2 separate regions of the Mus musculus genome follow, and region 1 is linked to region 2. A link is a contact called in public Micro-C data. All regions are on one chromosome and are shown on one strand. The core of a region is the stretch at or near the end of the contact, and the rest is flanking DNA. Distances in the headings are between cores, read along the strand shown.

Evidence for each region. Hi-C and Micro-C count contacts between places; a contact is called where the count stands out from the background.
Region 1: a contact with region 2 is called in a Micro-C map of embryonic stem cells, with 2.1 times the contacts expected there. The contact joins two enhancer-like sites. A contact is called at or near these places in 5 of 484 Hi-C or Micro-C datasets (embryonic stem cells and undifferentiated spermatogonia) and 1 of 115 datasets of contacts at active chromatin or transcription factors (embryonic stem cells).

Annotation. Positions count from the first base shown.
Region 1 is chr2:170,202,860-170,206,567 of GRCm38.p6, reverse strand. No RefSeq gene overlaps it. Among named protein-coding and RNA genes, the nearest start is that of Gm17619, 11 kb to the right of the region's middle. Within about 2 kb of position 1,332, at least 215 of the 459 cell types and tissues checked have an H3K27ac peak or open chromatin away from gene starts, as enhancers often do. A contact at or near this core is called in embryonic stem cells, where this site is marked.
Region 2 is chr2:170,045,027-170,048,553 of GRCm38.p6, reverse strand. It overlaps a transcript of Tshz2 not described here. Among named protein-coding and RNA genes, the nearest start is that of A630075F10Rik, 24 kb to the left of the region's middle. Within about 2 kb of position 2,038, at least 18 of the 459 cell types and tissues checked have an H3K27ac peak or open chromatin away from gene starts, as enhancers often do. A contact at or near this core is called in embryonic stem cells, where this site is marked.

The sequences.
Region 1 (3,708 bases), core at 83-2,582, 160 kb before region 2:
ACAGCACAGTGGAAGGGCAGGGGAGGGGCTATCGAGGCCCCACCCCTCCCTGGGGGTTTATACACGGTTACCAGTAAACTAGCTGGGAGAGGCTTATGCTACAAATCTCCTGAGGGTGGTTGCCGTGGGGGATGGGAGGGGAGATGGGGGAACATTTCTTCAGTAATACAGAATGTCTCTGTGATAACTTCCTCTCATATTCATATAAGCAACCTCCATGGAAGGCACTGAGTTACTTTAAAAAAAAAAAAAAGCTAGGAAGGGGGTCATGGGAAATGGGAGGGGACAGGAGAGGGTATTGGTGTGAATATAACCAAAATACATGACATACTTGTATAAAATGTCATGATAAAACTCATTCTTAGGCATAATACTATGCTTAAAAAGATTAAAATACAAAATATTTCCTACTTTTACAAAGCTACCACAAACAATGGGGGCTTCCCCCTTTGCGCCTCTGAACAGTTCTGTCAACTTCCCGAGCTTTATCAGCCTAGGCTGTCCCCAGCGCCCCTCCCCCCACCCCACCCCCCAAACAGCCGCTTTCTGTTCTGGGGAACTGCACCTTTGTGGTCAGAAGTGACTTAGCTGTAATTTATGGTACTCGGTGGAAAAACGCACCTATAGGTCATTCCAAATGAAGGTTGTCACCACCTGCTTAGGACTGGGAACTGTAAAAGGGACAGTCTGTCTTCCCAGCAAGAAACTCTATCTGGACTCTCACCCAGAAAGGGATTCAGGATCAAGCAAGAACATTCCCGTAGCTGAATGGCTCGCTTATGGAAGCGAGTCTCCCACAACACAGAGGAAAGGTACAGACAGCGTCTCAGAACTCAGAGAAAGCAGCCTCCAGCTCAATAACCCGTAGCCTCCACCCCCACCCCCACCCCTCCCGCAAAGCGCGGGCAGGGCGCGGCTCCTTCTTTTACAGGAAATCGTCCATTCTACAGCAGCAGGGTTTGGCTCCTGGGATTGAAACTTATGTTCTCCCATCTGGAAATAGAATATTGAAGATTCTTGAAATATTTTGAGTGTCCTAAAGAATTTTATCCTCCATTGATTACACTTAAGAGGCTGAGGTGTAATCTTAGAAATCACAAAGTGCGCCCTCACACAAAAGGCTGACTGTTTAATGTCGGACCCTACCTACTGATAAGGAGAGAGAAACGGAGTCTTTCATTTCGATCTGGTCAGGAATTTTAAAACCCAAGGAAACACACCCTTGAGGAAAGAGAGGTAGCAACCGCGTTTGCCTAACTCAGGGGAGCATGAGACTGTGGGCAATTACTCTTGTGTATCCACAGTCTCTAAATAGAACGACACCCGGAAAAGGAACTGGTTTTGGCTTGAGTACCAAGCAAGGTTTAAAAATGCAGTTTGGGGTTGGAGAGATGGCTCAGTGGTTAAAAGCACTGACTGCTCTTCCAGAGGTCCTGAGTTCAATTCCCAGCACCCACATGGTGACCCACAACTATCTCTAAAGGGATCCTATGCCCTTTCTAGGTGTGTGTCTGAAGACAGCTACAGTGTACACACATGCGTAAAATAAATAAATCTTAAAAAAAAAAAAAAAACACCCTGCAGTTTGAAGAGCTGGGGCATGGCCGTGTGTGCCTGTGATCTCAGTGTGCAGAAGGTGGAGGTGAGAAGATTGGGAGTTCAAAGTCATACTCAACTCCATAGCAAGTTCAAGCCTAGGGGATCCATGTGAGACCTTGTCTCAGACAGACAGACAGACAGACAGACAGACAGACAGAATGCATGGGTGGATGGATAGATAGATGATAGATAGACAGATAGATAATTAGGATGCATGGGTGGATGGATGGATGGAGATAGATAGATAGATAGATAGATAGATAGATAGATAGATAGATAGATAGATAGGGTGGGTAAGTGGATGGATGGATGGATAGGTAGGTAGTGGGTAGATGGATAAATAGATGGATGGATGGATAGATAGATAGATAGATAGATAGATAATAGAAAAATGAATCAATAAATGATGGTGCTATCAAGATGACTTACAGGTAAAAAAGTACTTGCTGTGAAACCTGACAAACTGAGTTCAACCCTTGAAGCCACTGCAAAAGTAGGAGAGAACAAGTCCCCAAGTTGTTCTCTGGTTTACATGAATCCTCTATGGTATACCCTTCACACACACACACACACACACACACGCGCCTTTCGTTGTTGTCTGACCTGGGGACCACTTGCCACACTCTGTCTTAACATTCTGCAATCCAGGCTATGTATGTAGCTAGCTCACTTGGTGGCATGTATGTCTAATAAGTGTGAAGCTCTGTTCTATCCCCAGCACCAGATACAGTCAGGCATAATGAGGGGCTAGAGAGATGGGTCAGTGGTGAAGTGCACTGACTATTCTTCTGAAGACCTGAGTTTGGTTCTCAGAACCCACATGGTGGCTCACAACCATCCATACCTCCAGTTCCAGAATACATAATGACCTCTTCTGATTTCCAAGGGCACTGGGCACACATGAGATACATATACATACATGAAGACAAAACACTCTTGTACAGAAAATAAAAATATATATGATTAAGTTTAGGGGGTTAAAAAAAATCAGTCATGGTGCTATAGAGCTACATCTTGGAAGGTAGGGGCAGAGAACCAAGCATTCAGACTCATCCTGGTTATATATCAGCTTTGAGGCCAGTCTGGGCAACATGAGCCTCTGGGTCAAAAAATAAACAAATAAACTTAGAATCTTCTGGAATTCCCGATCAATCAGTCAGGGTAACCTGGTGAGGTGACCAACAATCCCAGTTTGCTGAGAACTTGGGGTTTCCCTAGGTGGAGGGAATTTCAGTGCTAAAACCAGGGAAGTCCCAAGCTGACCAGAACCAGGTGGTCACCGTGTCACTTCAAGACGCAACTAGAAGCCTCAGATCCCCTTCTGCTACAGACTTGCTCATAGCCCCAGCTGATCTCCGGTCATTCTTCTTACTAGGCTGAGCCAGAGTCACATCGTAGCACCCTGTCCTCTAAATATATACTAATTAATTAGTACAGATCAATATAATAACATGTTAGTTACCATATATTAACATATGAATTCTGTGGGTTTTGTTTTGTTGTGGTTTGGGGGTTTGGTTCTGTTTTATTTTGTTTTGCTTTAAGACAGAGTTTCTCTGTGTAGCCTTAGCTGTCCTGGAACTCACTCTGTAGACCACCAGGCTGGCCTCGAACTCACAGAGATCTGCCTGCCTCTGTCTCCCCAGCGCTTGAATTAAAGACATGCCTACCACCGCTCTGCTCTTTTTCTTTTTTAAAATCTAACTTAATTTTATTAATTTAATTTATATCCAAGGTTTCACTGTGACTGGATGAAAATGCAAAGGTCTGTAATGGTGTAGTCTCAATACGTGCCAGCACAGGAGTTTCCTTCTGCCAGAATTCTCATTTTCTTTTCTTGTTTTTTTATTTTTTTATTTTTTTAAAGATTTATTTATTTTATGTATATGAGTACACTGTAGCTTGTCTTCAGGCACACCAGAAGAGGACATCGGATCCCATTACAGATGGTTGTGAGCCATCATGTGGTTGCTGGGAATTGAACTCAGGACCTCTGGAAGAACAGTCAGTGCTCTTAACCGCTGAGCCATCTCTCCAGCCCCAAGAATTTTCATTTTCAAAATAGTCTTCTTACCTATCAGTGTCAGACACTCTTGGCAAAATCAGAGA
Region 2 (3,527 bases), core at 789-3,288:
TCTGCAGGCAGCTGGCCTGGATATGTACCCAAAAGTGTGCTGGAGACATTGATACACCCTGTCATGTGTCTAGGGAATGGTGCCACCCACAGTGGGCTGGGTCTTTCTACTTCATTTAACAATCAAGGCAATCACCACACAGACATGCCCATAGACTACTATGATCTAGGAAACCTCAGTTAGTAAAATTAAAAATTAATTCTTTTTAAAACAGTAATATTAGTAGAAGTAGATCCCAGCCAAACCCCCAAGGGTGTAAGCCTTTTACTGTGGGCTTTGTCGAGGTTCACGAACAGTTGGGAATTATATGCAGACAAGAAGCAGCAACCCCTGTGGTGTTTGAAGCTCTCTGTTGCCACGGCAATAACTCATGCCTTCCACGTATTTTTTCTTTTACCTATACATTACTTTCAATGTAAGAAAAAAGAAAAAAGGAGGGAGGTCTGAAATAGCAGAGGAAATGGGACATAAAGGAAGGGGCAACACTATCGATGTGTCTCACATCATTTTAGCCAATACGAAGCAAGAAAGGCAGAGCCATGGCCTCCCAACATCACAGTTAAACAAAAGCAGAATCAAGACGCGTCCATCCACTGATGGAACAGTCCAACCGAAAAACATTTGAGAACCTCTTTGCCATAGTTTTCTTTCTGTTGCTCTGATAAAATAACATGACCAGAAGCGACGTAGGGGAAGAAAGGTTTATTTAGCTCACAATTCCAGGTCACAGCCTCCATCATCAAGCAGAAGTCAAGGCCACATGTTCCATGAGACTAAACTGAGGAGGACAGAGAATGAGTGTACCTAAGTCCACTTGCTTCCATTTAGCTCTTTCCTGCCTTGTATCGCTCAATACTCCCTGTCTAGAGAATGGTGCCACCCACAGTGGGCTTTATCTTTCTACATCATTTAACAAACAAGATAGTCGCCATGCACACATGCCCATAGGCTGGTATGACCTAGGAAATCTCCATTCAGGATCTCCCAGGTTTCCCTAGGTTGTGGCAAGTTGACATTTAAAATTACCCATGATTCCTCCTAGTGCAGCCTGGGCTCAACAAGAAGGTCTCGGCAACTATTTTTACAAACGTGGTTTCTGTTCTTGTCAACAAAGAGAAAACAGGACCACATAATAAAAAGTAGATTAGTGTGGGGCTGGAGTGATGGCTCAGCTGTTAGGAGCACTGGCTGCTCTTCCAGAGGTCCCTGGTTCAAGTCCTAGCACCTATATGGCAGCTCACAACTGTCTCTAACTCCAGTTCCAGGGGATCCAACATCCTCACACAGACATCCATGCAGGCAAAACATCAAAGCACTGCACTTTTTTTTTAAAAAAATTAAACCAATGTTGCTGAGGGGAGGCAAAGGCTGTTTAGGAGGTTTTTAAACTAAGGGATAGTTATGGGCACTGGAATGATAGATACCCAATGCAGGGAGGTGGGAAACAGGCTCCACAAGGAAGTAATCATTCTAATTGATGAAGTAGGAGCAAGCCTAAACCTACGGAGAATCTCAGTAGTGAAACTCTGAAGGCGGGGCATGCAGGGTTCCTTTCGCATGGAAGGAGCAATCAAGTGAAACACTGAGGGCTGAACTGGGTGTGGTCCCTCATGCTTGGAATCCTGGTGCGGGGCAGCTGGAAGCTGGGGGGTTCACAGTGCTGAGCCAGCCGCGTGTGCAACATTGTAAAAAATTCTGTCTGAAGGCAAAACACAAAACGAAACAAAACAAGATGTAGACTTGTTTAGGAAATACTTTTGTGTTAGCTTGACACAAGCTACAGTCGACTCAATTAAGGAAATGCCTCCTTCAGATCTGGACAGAGGGATACCTTGAGGGCGTTTTATATATTAGTGATTGAGGTGGGATGGAGGGGGAACAGCCCAGCTCATTGTGGGTGGTGCCATCCATGGGCTGGTGGTTCTGGATTCTATAAGAAAACAAACTAAGCAATCCAGTAAGCCACACCCCTCCATGGCCTCTGCATCAGCTCCAGCCTCCAGGCTCCCTCCCCTTGGCTTCCCTCAGTGGACTGTGACCCAGGATATGTAAATCAAATTGTCCCTTTCCTCCCTGGGTTGCTTTTTGGTCATGATGTTTCATCACAGCTATAGGAACTCCAACTGAACCAGGGTGAGTGATAGTCCCTGTCTTTGCTTCTCTACTCTGTGCCTTTCTAACTGGGATGTAAACTCAAGGAAAGCAGTATTCCGCTCCCAGATTAGAGGCAGCCGAGGGTCTGCAATGGGCCTAGGGCACAGAGAACGCCTCGTAATCGCTTGTAGGATGAGCTGGTGCTGGTTACAGTCAGTCATAGACTTTATCTGCTCACTTCACTTCGCCAAGAGCTTTTATTACTTTCATTTTCTCTATATAGGCGGTCTGCCTGCATGCTGTGTGCGCCACATGTAGTACCCATGGAGGCCAGAAGAGGGCGATAGATTCCCTGGAACTAGAGTTACAGATGGCTATGAGTCACCACGTGGGCGCTTGAAACTGAACCTGTGTCCTCTGCAAGAGCAGCAAGTGCTCTTAACTGCTGAGTCATCTCTCCAGGCCCGTCTGACTGACTGTCTACCTGTTTGTAACCAGGAAGGTCTTTCCTTAGGAAAGAAAGGAGGAGCCAATCTTGCTGCTTGCCGGAAGTATCCAGTTGAGATCTGGGTTGCGTGTGTGTGTGTGTGTGTGTGTGTGTGTGTGTGTGTGTGTGTGTGTGTGTGTGTGTGTGTGTGGTAGGGGAGCACATTTGAGGGTGTGGCGGTCAGAAGGTCAGGCAACCTTGTTTGAGCATTTGTCTGTTGTTTGATGCCTCCTATACCTGACCACAGGCTTCCAGGGATTCTCCTGGCTCTGCCTCCTCTCATGGTACAGGAGCACTGGGATATCACGTGGCTTTGCATGGGTCCTGGGGCTTCCGGCTTGTGGTTTATCACTGAGCTGTCTGTCCAGCCAGAGTCCTCCACTTTTGATTCCATGGATCCCCTGTTGGCTTGCCTGGCTGTCACTAACAATGATTATTATAGAGTGACCATTCTAGCAACTTAGAAAGATAGTTCTTTTTAATCTCCCTTATCAAGTGAGGAAAGCATTGTTTGGATAAAAGTCATATGTCCAAAATCATGTATGCTAGAGGGACACTGAATGGTTTCTTCCTGTTTCAGGGTATCTTGGCTAGCACTACAAAGTCAAAGGCCTGTCTCATGTTTTAACAGAAGTTACCAGACACTACTTAAACCATGCCATCAAAGTGAACTTCACCCGTGATAAGACATGTCAGTGTCACGAAGCTCCTGAGAAGGGCACACGTCTCTATGGTATTACAGTGGGAACCCTGTCCTCGGGGCACGACATGGCTGTTGCCATCTCGAATCAGAACATCTGTGGTGAGCCACAGGAGTCCCTCGCAAGATTGAGGTCATTAATGTTTTCATTAGACATCTGCCCGAGATTCCAGCCACTGTTCTCCGTCCCTCCCTTGGCTTCTGGTAACCATGCATCAGTTGGTGTAGGGGCTTGGGTGGGGGTAG